2 separate regions of the Mus musculus genome follow, and region 1 is linked to region 2. A link is a contact called in public promoter capture Hi-C data. All regions are on one chromosome and are shown on one strand. Each heading gives the region's core, a stretch centred on a gene start, on an enhancer-like site or on the middle of the called end of the contact. The rest is flanking DNA. Distances are from core to core; before and after follow the strand shown.

Region 1 (5,230 bases), core at 1,518-4,017, 100 kb before region 2:
AATAAACCTTTGTCACCAACAACTGCATGACCAGCACAGTGCTCAAACATCTCACCTGGGGTTGTGGGGTGAGAGGGACTATAAAACTTACCAATGGTTAGGGGTGGATCTCAGTACTAGCTTAGAATGCATCAGACCAAGGGTTCCATCCCCACATCCCAACAACAAAAGAAAACAACCCCCCAGCCCCAGGTCCTCGAAGACTTTAACACATTGATGCACATAGATAGGTCTCCTATTCCAAGCCCTGAAATCTCTGACAACTCCACACTGGGCAGCCAAGTGGCCTAAGGTTTGATCCTACCCAAATTGGGGAAAAGGGGGGGGGGAGGAAAGAGAAAAGAAAAAAGTTATCTTTTTAACTCAAGAATAAAGTAACCCCTTCTTTCAGATGAGGACCCTCTTTTCCATCCTTCCCCAAGAACTTGCCATTCACGGAACACACATTATCCAGGGCTGGAACAAGGATGCTGCAGAAGTTAGCTAACAAAAGGCAAAGCGGCATCCCAACCCGAGACTGCCCCTCCTTCCCCTGTGACTGTCTTGCCGGTGTATCCTGCTGCTATGCTTATACCTGGCTGCAGATGTCCTGTGCTCCCATTCCAATCTGTAGTCTCCAAAATGGATTTTTTTTTAAAATGTCAATACATATGGGGGGAGCAAGAGGTGGCAGAGGAGTGATTATGAGCAAAGTACAACAGCATGCATGTATGGAAATACTATAGTGGCATTCATTATTTTGCTCATTAACTAAAAATTAATAAAGATAAGACTGAAGGCCAGTTTGGCCCTCTTGGTAACCCCCTTTCTTTTGCTCCTCTGCTCCAGCCTTGAACATATTAAGGCCATCATCTTTACAAGACTCGTTGTCCCTTCCTTTGCATCCACACAAGGTGCATAGCCACTGTGCCATCTTTACATCTTCAGATATCATCTCCTGGCAGCCTCTCCTGAAGGCAGAAGCTCAGACGTACACAGAGGCCTGGCATTCTTCAAAGATCCCTTAGCACTGTGGAATGAGGGTAAGCGACCAGGGGCAAACAGCCTCTGTTCAGTATGGCATCTCTCAGCAATAACTATAGAGGTTCAAGGAACAGAAATTCCAAGTCGGGAACCTGGGCGAAAAGAAAGACCAACACTCTGAAGTAAGGACCAACACCAGCTACCCAGCGAAATGGCAGCTACAACTTCAGGATAAAAACTTTATCTCCACCTCTCCCACTCGACCACTCACCTAGACACCACTTGTGCCTTGGGCTGCTCACCTCCAGTCCCCCAAGAAAGAAATGTCTCCCTTTCATTCCAAGAAGGGAAGGCTAGAGGAAACCCAGACAGCAAGAATACTGATGGCACAGGCAGGGACTGAAACCCTCCGAGTGGGCGTGGGCGCTAGAACTGCAGCAGGAGTCAAGGTTTGAAAATAGCCCTGGGTGATTCATTACCCTCTTCTCCCAGGATTACTGGGTGCGCTGAGTGAGACCCAAGCAAACTAGGACACCAGTCAGTCCTTTGCCTGAATACCATGTCTAAGTGCAATCTCTGGGGTCCCCAAAGTGAGAAACCTGGTGTCTGGGGAAAAAAAAGTCCTGCCCCTCCTCACATTCAGTTTGCCATCTACCCCACAGTAGTTTTCCAGCTAATCTAGCTGCATAACCATCATAGGAGCCGCTGACTGCCTACCTCCAGTCACCCAAGTGTCTCAGAGACCATCTTTCTTTACTTACTGGTTTAAAAGACTGGGCCCAGGCACCAAGTTAGCCAGTATCAGAGCTGAAGAAACCGGGGTCCTTCTGATACAGAAATCTAGCTGCCAATTGAGATGCCATTGAAAACACTTGTCACTCAGGAAAGCATGACCCGCCTGAGGTCATAAGGACTGGCGGAACCCCGGTTTCCTGAGTGGTAATTCAGTGCTGAACTTGAGCAAGTGTTGGAAGAGACATTGAGACTACCCAAGTTAGAGCTCCCCCAAACTTCCATCTAATAGCCTTTCGTCTGAGCTTTTCTAATCTAAACTTCTGTGAGACCTCCTGGCAAACTGAGTCCCAGCGACTTATTCAGAAGTATTGATTAACTCGCTCTGCACAGCTACCCTGAGAACAGCTCACTCTCCGGAGTTGTCCAGGTGGGAAGGCAGTGAGGCAGGGGCCGACGGAAAAGTCCATGGGGCTGAAGCCTTCCTGGAAATGTCCCCCGAAGTAGAAGGAGGGCAGACTGGGCACCCCCGCCCAGCGCCCGCCGCCCACTGAGTCCCTGGGAAGGCCGCCGCGCCAGTTACGCCAGGGGTCCTCAGGCCACCAGACCAGCCGTTTGCGGGGCTCCTATGGGAGTGTGCAGCCGGCACAATCAGGGGTCTCTAAGTTTCTATAACTCTGAACCCCGCCCATAAGCAGAGGCAGCCCGGGCTACTTTCCTTCCTGTCTCTCGCGTCCTCAGCCCAGCGGAACTGCCAGGAGAGCAGAAGGGCTGGAGCGCCACAGCGGCTAAGCGGGATACTGGAGGTCAGGGCCCCAGTCTGCCTGGGTGTCCCCCTGACGTCGCCCCAACTCTTACTTGGCAGCCGCGTCCACACAGCGGCAAAGGGATAGGAGGCAAGCGCGGGCAGGGCTGCTCGAAGAAGACACGCGTGGAGCCAGGGGTAAAGGTGCGAGCCAGAATTGCAGCTATAGTAGCTGCTTAGCCGTTGTCAACTAGACTATGCTCGCCGCGCAGGTTCGGAGAGAGGGAGCATTCGCGAGTAAGCCGTAGTGGTGCTCCGCCCACCTACAGGTCCCCAGACCAATGAGGGCATAGTCCCGTCCCTCCCCAACCCGCCTCCTCCCCAAAAGCGGTCCAAATGGGGTGGGCGGGGCTCTGCCAGCCAGCTCCTCCAATGCCCTGAGCCTCTGCCTTTCCCTCAGGTCACTCAGCTGGAGGCAAAAACCCAGGGCCCAGGGCAGAGCTTTGAAAGAGCAGAGCTTGAAACAGTGAGATGGCCACGCTGACCTGTATTTATTGAGTTCTGAATGTGTCTGGCACTGCATGCAGGCTTCAAATCTAAATGCTACGTGCACAAGAGGGTTTAAGTGACTTGTCCAGGATAATTTATAGTAAGTCCAGGAGACTGCTTCTGTGAGATACATAGTTAGTAGTCGGAAGGAACTCCATAAATTTCCAGGAAGTTGTCATTCCCACGTTAATCAGGCACCAGCACTCTGCAACCTCCCTAGTACCTCTGTCCACTGCAGTCTAAACTCTATTTCCATATAGAAACACATGGAACTTAGGGCACCAAAGTTAATTCTAGCAGGAGAAGGCTTCCAGGAGTTCCGAAACCAAGTACCCCCAGAAAGTCTGTTCAAATTCAGTAAGAAATGGTGTTAATTGGTTTCTTCCTCACCTTGCCTGTGAAGTTTTCAGCATAAGTTGACAATCTTCATTTCATTGTTGAATTGAGTACTCGTATTTAGCCAGGGCTAGGAAGGAGTATGTAAGTTCTCAAGGCACTGCAACTATGCTTACAATGACAGAAAGTGAAGAGAGGCGTCTTACTCTGGGCTACTCAGCAAATCCACGGCAGGCCAAGACTTGTATACTGGTTATTTTCTCCATACCTAGTAGATGAATGGCATGGAGCTAAGGTCTTTAGACTACAGGGACAACATCCATCTCATTGGATTGCTAAAGTAGCCAACACAGCAGTTTCTTAAAGGTCACTAGAGGTGGTGACAGAACCAAGCATCCTGCCTCCGCTCTACCAGGCTAAACAAATGTTCCCACCTCCCTTCCTCACAAGAAGCAATGGAGTGTCATGGAAGCGAGGCAACTCCTAGTATGAACTCTCTGCTCTTCTCAACAGAAGGACAGCGACTGATAGCCTGTGACAATTTTTTTTCCAAAGTGAGCCATTTCACCACAAATCTTAAATGTGGTTGCAGCAGCCTGTGCACCTGAACTCACTCCACAAGCCAAAATCCACCAGGAGGCTGTACTACTTTTGATAGTAGGTAGGAAGCCTCTTTCCTGAGGCAGGGCTGAATATAATATTGCCAGCATGCTTCAGGGGCTGAGTTTTTAGCCGAATGTATATTGCTTATACACAATGTTAGAAAGACTTAGAAGTAGAAAACCTGCCATGACCCTATCTATTCCTAAGGACAGAAAACCATGTCAGAGCTGGTTCACTAGTGGGTGACAAAATGTTAAAGGTCACTAAGGGATAACCATGAAGAATTTTTAAGCATATGAATAATGCAAACCCCAATTTAACATTTAATAGATGTTATTTTTTAGACAAGATCTCTATATGAACCCAGGTTACCATCAAAGTAAAAAAAAAACAAAAGCCTCAATCTCCTAAATGTTACAGGTTTGTGCCACCACCTGTAATTTTGTAGATTGTTCTAATTGGATTAAGATAGTTTTGGTTCTGAAATACCAGTGTGTGTGTGTGTGTGTGTGTCTCCAGGTGCACATGTGTGAGTGGTTATATACAAGTGTGCACAGGTACGTGGAGACTAGTGAATAACTTCCGGTGTCACTCCATTCCTCAGGTGCCACCCACTTTATTTTCAGACAGGGTCTTTCAGTGGTCTGCGGCTGGCTGGCTAAAGTAAACAGGCTAAGCAGCAAGCCCTGGGGACTCCACTGATCTTCCCTTCCCCGGTGTTGGGATTATAAACCCACTACCATGCACAGCAGTTTTTATATGGGTTCTAGAATAGAACACTGGTCCTTCTGCCTATTACCAACTAAATCATTTTCCCAACCCCTCTTTTTTTTTTAATGCAATAAAACCAAAAAAACTGCAAAGGGTCAAAGCACAAAAAGTAACAAAAAAATCTAAAACAGCATGAAAAACTACAAAATCTAGAAACTGATGTAAATAAATACAGCCCCCGTTCTGCAGTGCCTGACAAGCATAGTGAAAACATAGTGTGTTGTTGCAACACACTCTGCCTTGAGAAGGCCACACCCACATTTTTGGTATGTACTGTCCTTTTTCTTTGCGTGCCTCTCTCTTTCCTAATGCCTGCACTTAACTACGTGATAAAATATTTTTCTTAATAAACACCAACAAAATGTTGCTGAATGAGTGAACACGATAATTAAGGGAAACTTTAGACCTAATATTTATAATGCATAGTCATGTCACTTTGAAATAGTTCAATGGTTATTTGGGGGGGGTCTTTTAAAAATAAATCTCCCTGTTTTGTCTTGAGACCTTCTGAAAGATATGAGTGTTTAACCC
Region 2 (5,258 bases), core at 1,589-4,088:
TCACGTGTCATAAATTACCCTTTCTTCATTTCCTAATCCCCATTCTAGCACATTAAGAGCTATGGACAATCTGTTCTCCACATGGACACAATATTCAAGTAAGATATTCTGCCTGTGATGTCAGGGCCTAGAGAGAATCTCAATCACCTTGGATTCCTAACGACAGCCAAATCACATTAGCAAATTCAACTGTGAGCAGGTTCTACGTTCATGTTTATTGGTGAACTTAATATGATGAGCCAGGCCTCTCAACTTCTGAAATTCTGTTCTAAACTTCTGCCAACAATTTCATTTACAGAACTGTTTAGTCCTGCAAAACAGCAGCATCCGCCTTATTACTTTTTCCTTTGCTTTATAAAGCAGAACCAATAAACTATCAATGGTTTGAAAGAAATCCTCAAAAACCTCATATACTCACAGTCTCTTAACAGTGCATTACTCTTCCTTGGATATAAAACATGCATAAATTTCCTTCCCACAGCTTTTAGATCTCGCATCTGAAAAACAAAAATAACTCCATGTCCTGTGCTGATCAAAGCACCATGAAGGCCCCTGTTTGCCAAGAACACTAACAACTCAGTCATAGGGGGACTCTTACATTTCAGTAGAAGAAATATATTTAAAAAAAAATCAAAGAACCAAACAAAAGTATTTCAAAGTATTAGTGCCTATTCGCTCCCATAACACTGAAGTGGTCTCTCAACTCGTCTAACTTACAATGGTCCGACGAATGGATTCATTCAGTGTGGAGCTGTCATGTTCTTGAGCACGAGCTCTGGAGGGGATGGTAATCTCCCCTTCTATGGGAATGTCCTGAGAAATTGACACATCAGACAACCCTGCAAACTGAGAAAAGATTGGGGGAAAGAAAATTAAGCTTACAACTGCAAAATGTCTCAGAAACATCACCATTTTCTAGAGTTGGGCCTGGCTATTTAAGGTTTTGCGTAGTAACTAAAAGTAGCTCAACAGACATTGGGCAATACAACTAATTCCTAAACACTCCTAGTTAACACAGTAAGCCCTGTCTACACATGCATGCGTGCATGCGTACAAACTTGCACACGTACTTAAACACATCACAGGCATTACAGAACGGGGAACAGTCTGGAGTAAAGGGAAACTAAGAACAGCTAGGTAACCTGTAACTATGTGGCAGGAGGCATAATGTTTGCATTAGTTTACATATTTTCACTATTCTGTGGTGAGCTTCATCATTTTCCGAACGTCTAAACTTGGGTTTAGAGAGACTTTACTCAGGGTCACAACTGATCCATAAGATGGCCCAAATGACCTTATCCCTTCAGTGCTGGAGATTGGACCGAAAGGGTCTTACGTATGTAATGCACTCTCTTTCCCGCTGAGCTCCAGCCCCAGATTCAATATCCTCCTTTACAGTTTCATTCCTGGTGCCTAAAAGACTGCCTGGAACACTCTAGATGCTCGAGAAATATTTTTGCTGAAGAGATGAACAAATAGAGCTAGTAAGCAGAAGAGCTGGGACTTGAACCAAGTTCCCTTGCCTCTCAGTTCAGTTCTCTGTTACGCTGCCAATTTAAAACAAAAGAAATGAAAGCAGTTACTGAGCAAACAGTATATAAGCAAATACTGTTTGGGAAGAAGAACGACAGGGCGTAACAACGACTTCCTTATACTCCTCCACTCATGACTGTATTAGGCACTTCATAGAAGTTATGCCATTTTAAAGGCAGGTACCTTCTTTTCAGTTTAAGAGTCAAAAACACCCTTCACTGAAACGAAATGCTCAAACTCACAAAAGCTTCAGTGCGAATGCACTCTAGCTCACATGGGGTTAACTGTGAAGCCAGTGTTCTTAAAGCAGTATTGGTGGCTCTTAGTGACATATGTGTCATGAAGGGGATAGCAAGCACCTGCAAATAATAATTAGCTGCTTTGAGTCACCCACCGGGCAAGTAAAGGTTCCGGTTACAACCAATAAAACGACAACGTCCTGTGAGAAGCAGTTTCATTACTTGTGTAGTACTTCACAATGACTGGTGACAAGTCGTGATAAATGACAGCGATAGAGGATACTTCAGAAACCACTCCAAGCTCGGCATTTAACTCACTGTCAAAGAACCCCTAGAGTGTGGACAGACAGCGGAGAGTCTCAGAAAGGCACAGAAGGCCAGCGAATGGAAGGGAGATGCAGCTAACTCAAAGACCAGGTGTAGTGTCAGCTGGTTGTAGACGCCAAGGGCCTGCAAAGCCAAGAAGCTCTGGCTCTCTGATCCCGAAGCCTTCCCGACTCGCTTCCCGGGAGCTCTGCCTCGCCCTCAGTCCCTTCTGCCACTGTCCTCTTAACTCACCAGGGGCTTGGATGCCGCTGCCTCCTGTTCTCCCGGAGAGTCCTCCGCTTCCGCCATCTTGATAAACCTCCAACTGCTCCCCTCCCATGCGTCTCTGCGAAACCTGAGACGTGGAGACCGGGGCTGGTCAGCGCGCGGTCGCGTTAAGACGGCGTCACCGCCGGCGCCTGAGGCTGGCTGCTGCGGCGCCCAGCCGAGTTCCGGTGCTCCGGTAGCCTCCGAGGCTCGAGCGCGAGCCTATTTGCTCACTGTTTGGGGACGCAGTTTCGCTAGGGGGCGCTCCGCCTTCCACGCCCACTGAGAGTGCAGGCTAGAAGCGCCGGCTCGCCCAGCGGTGCCCCAGGCTCCAGCAAACTCCCAGCCGAACCCAATGGAGCCCAGTGATGCTCAGCTGAACCCAATCGAGCCCCGTGATGCTCAGCCGAACCCAATCGAGCCCAGAGGCCCCAGCCAAACTTAGCCGAGCCAAGTGGCATTCAGCCGAACCTAGCTGAACTTAGCCGAACTTAGCGGAACCTAGCGGTACACAGCCAAACACAATCGAGTCCAGAGGCTCCCAGCCAAACCTAGCAGAGCCCAGAGGTGCACAGCCGAACCTAGCCGGACACAGCAGAGCCCGGCAACGCACAGCGGAATACAATGGCGCTCAGAGGCGCCCAGCCGAACCTAGTAGGCACACAACCAAACCTAGCCGAATGAAGCCGAGCCCAATGGAGCCCAGAGGCTCCTGCTAAACTTAGCGGAGCCCAGTAGCGTTCAGCCAAGCCCAGCAATGCACAGCCGAACTTAGCCGAACCCAGCGGTGCACAGCCAAACACAATCGAGCCCAGAGGCTTCCAGCCGAACGTAGCAGAACCCAGAGGTGCACAGCCGAACCTAGCCGAACACAGCCGAGCCCAGCAGCGCACTACCGAACCTAGTCGGCTCACAGCCGAACGCAGCCGAGCCCAGCCGCTCACCACCGAACCTAGTCTGATCACAGCCTGACACAGCCGAACGCAGCCGAGCCCAGAGGCGAACAGCCGAAGCTAGTCGGTGCAAAGCCGAACGCAGCCGAGCCCAGCCGTGCACCACCGAACCTAGTCGGATCACAGCCGAGTGTAGCCGAACGTAGCCGAGCCCAGCGGGCACCGCCGAACCTAGTCGGATCACAGCCGAATGCAGCCGAGCCCAGCAGCGCACAGCTGAACCTATCTGAACGCAGCCAGCGGTGGCCTGCGGCACAGAGCCACACCTAGCCGAGCCCAGACAAACGAAGTCGAACGCATCGGCGTTCAGCCAAGCGCTGCCGAGACCAATGGCGCCCAGTCGATCCCAACCGAACCTAACCGCACCCAGCTGAGAGTAGGCTATCCCACCACCAGCGCCACTGCGGAGCAAAGCGGAGCACTGTGGATCCAAAACGCGCCCAACTAGGACCATCTGAAAGCAGCTGAGACTAGCAGCGCTTGACAGAACCAGTTCACCAGAAGTGGCTCTGAAGTGCCATTCCTCGTGTCCCCAAGAAAAAGGCCTCCGACTTCAAGTTGAAGAACCTGATCCCCTTGTCTACTGCCGTCCTTGCCTTACTAGTTCCCTGAGCTTCATAGCCAGCTTCCATCTCCTTCAAATCCTCAAACCTTTGTATTGTCTCCCCACAGGTCCTGCACAATTATTCTCTCTTTCATCTCCTATCAAGTGGGAGAGCTTCACTCCACTAACTTCCCAAAACCACTACAACTTTGAAGTTGCTAAGCTACTTGGTGGCAAGTACTGAAAATGTCCTTGATCAGTAGAGGCTCCTGGGGTGGGTAGTAGGCGGGGAATGGGTAGGAGTCAGCTACTGTAACCAAAAAAAAAAAAAAAAAAAAAAAGAAAGAAAGAAAAAGAAAAAAAAGAAAAAGTTAAAACAAACAAACAACAACAAAAAAACCACCCCTGCCGGGACCAACTTTCACCCCTACCTCATCCTGGCAAACAATCAAGATGTTTCTGACTCCTGGTTGCTCTGACTCACCTCTTACCCAAGGCTCCAGTGAGGTCAAACAAGAGAGCCATTGTTGGCATCATCAACATTCTCCCTATGCAGTAAAATGCACTGCTTTATATATTTGGATAGGTAATTCAGAAAGGAACCCAGGGAATAGATGGGAGGAGGAGATACGTGGACTGTGGAAAGCCAGACTTCCCAGAATAAGCTTCTGGGGATGGCTATTAGTTATTTTACTTAAATATTAGTACAGTAATTCTCCTTCAAACCAAGTAAAATTTCAGTCCTTAAACAAACACTCGTGGAAGTGATAACAGAGTTGAGGCTTTGCCAGGGCTGTGGTGCTTGCTTGGAGTCCCAAAGGCAGGAAGACTGTTGCTACTTTGAAGCCAGTCTAGTCTACATAGAAAAGTTCAGGCCGGTCATGGCTACTTGGCAAGACCTCCTCTTAAATCTTTTAGGCTAGTTGATATGAACTCATTTTAATTACAAGAGGCATGCAAGGCACGACAGCCCAGGGCAGCTAGGAATGATATCACTAAGGGGTGGCAGGATCATCCTGGGGTACACAGACAGACTCTTACAAACCAATTATAACAACAGCAAAAATGTCTTATACAACTGCTTCAAGGACAGCCTTAGGCTCTCCATCCTAATCCTTCCTCCTGCTACCCCTCTCCCATGTCTCCCACACTTATCCATTCACTCAAGTTCCTTCCTACTTCCATTGGTAACTTCTAGTTTCTTGCCAGCCTCCAACATTAGTTCCCCCCCCCCCCCACCTGCAACCCAGTTTTCATCTCTAACCTCAACTCTTAGCATCTTTACCTTTCTTTAAAAATGTCATTGATGCTGAGTTAAGAGAAGGAAAGGCCATAAAACAAGCCAAGACATTTTCAGGATACCTAAGGATTATTTCAAACTCTTGGTGTTCCCTGTTCTCAGTTAACTAAGTGATA

Evidence for each region. Promoter capture Hi-C pulls out the DNA fragments that hold promoters and counts their contacts.
Region 1: a promoter capture Hi-C map of macrophages shows a contact between it and region 2, with 5 read pairs. The contact joins the promoter of Stard8 here to the promoter of Yipf6 in region 2. A contact is called at or near these places in 4 of 39 promoter capture datasets (the C10 cell line, macrophages and pre-B cells), 3 of 484 Hi-C or Micro-C datasets (LSK cells and embryonic stem cells), 5 of 115 datasets of contacts at active chromatin or transcription factors (embryonic stem cells, extraembryonic endoderm stem cells, microglia and 1 more) and 3 of 9 other capture datasets (adipose tissue, liver and pancreatic islet).

The regions. Positions count from the first base shown.
Region 1 is chrX:99,040,118-99,045,347 of GRCm38.p6, reverse strand. Stard8 (START domain containing 8) reads right to left here and starts at 2,767. Exons shown (of 14, transcript NM_199018.2): 1 at 2,554-2,767.
Region 2 is chrX:98,935,361-98,940,618 of GRCm38.p6, reverse strand. Yipf6 (Yip1 domain family, member 6) reads right to left here and starts at 2,838. Exons shown (of 7, transcript NM_207633.2): 1 at 2,331-2,838; 2 at 718-846; 3 at 419-497. The coding sequence starts at 2,387.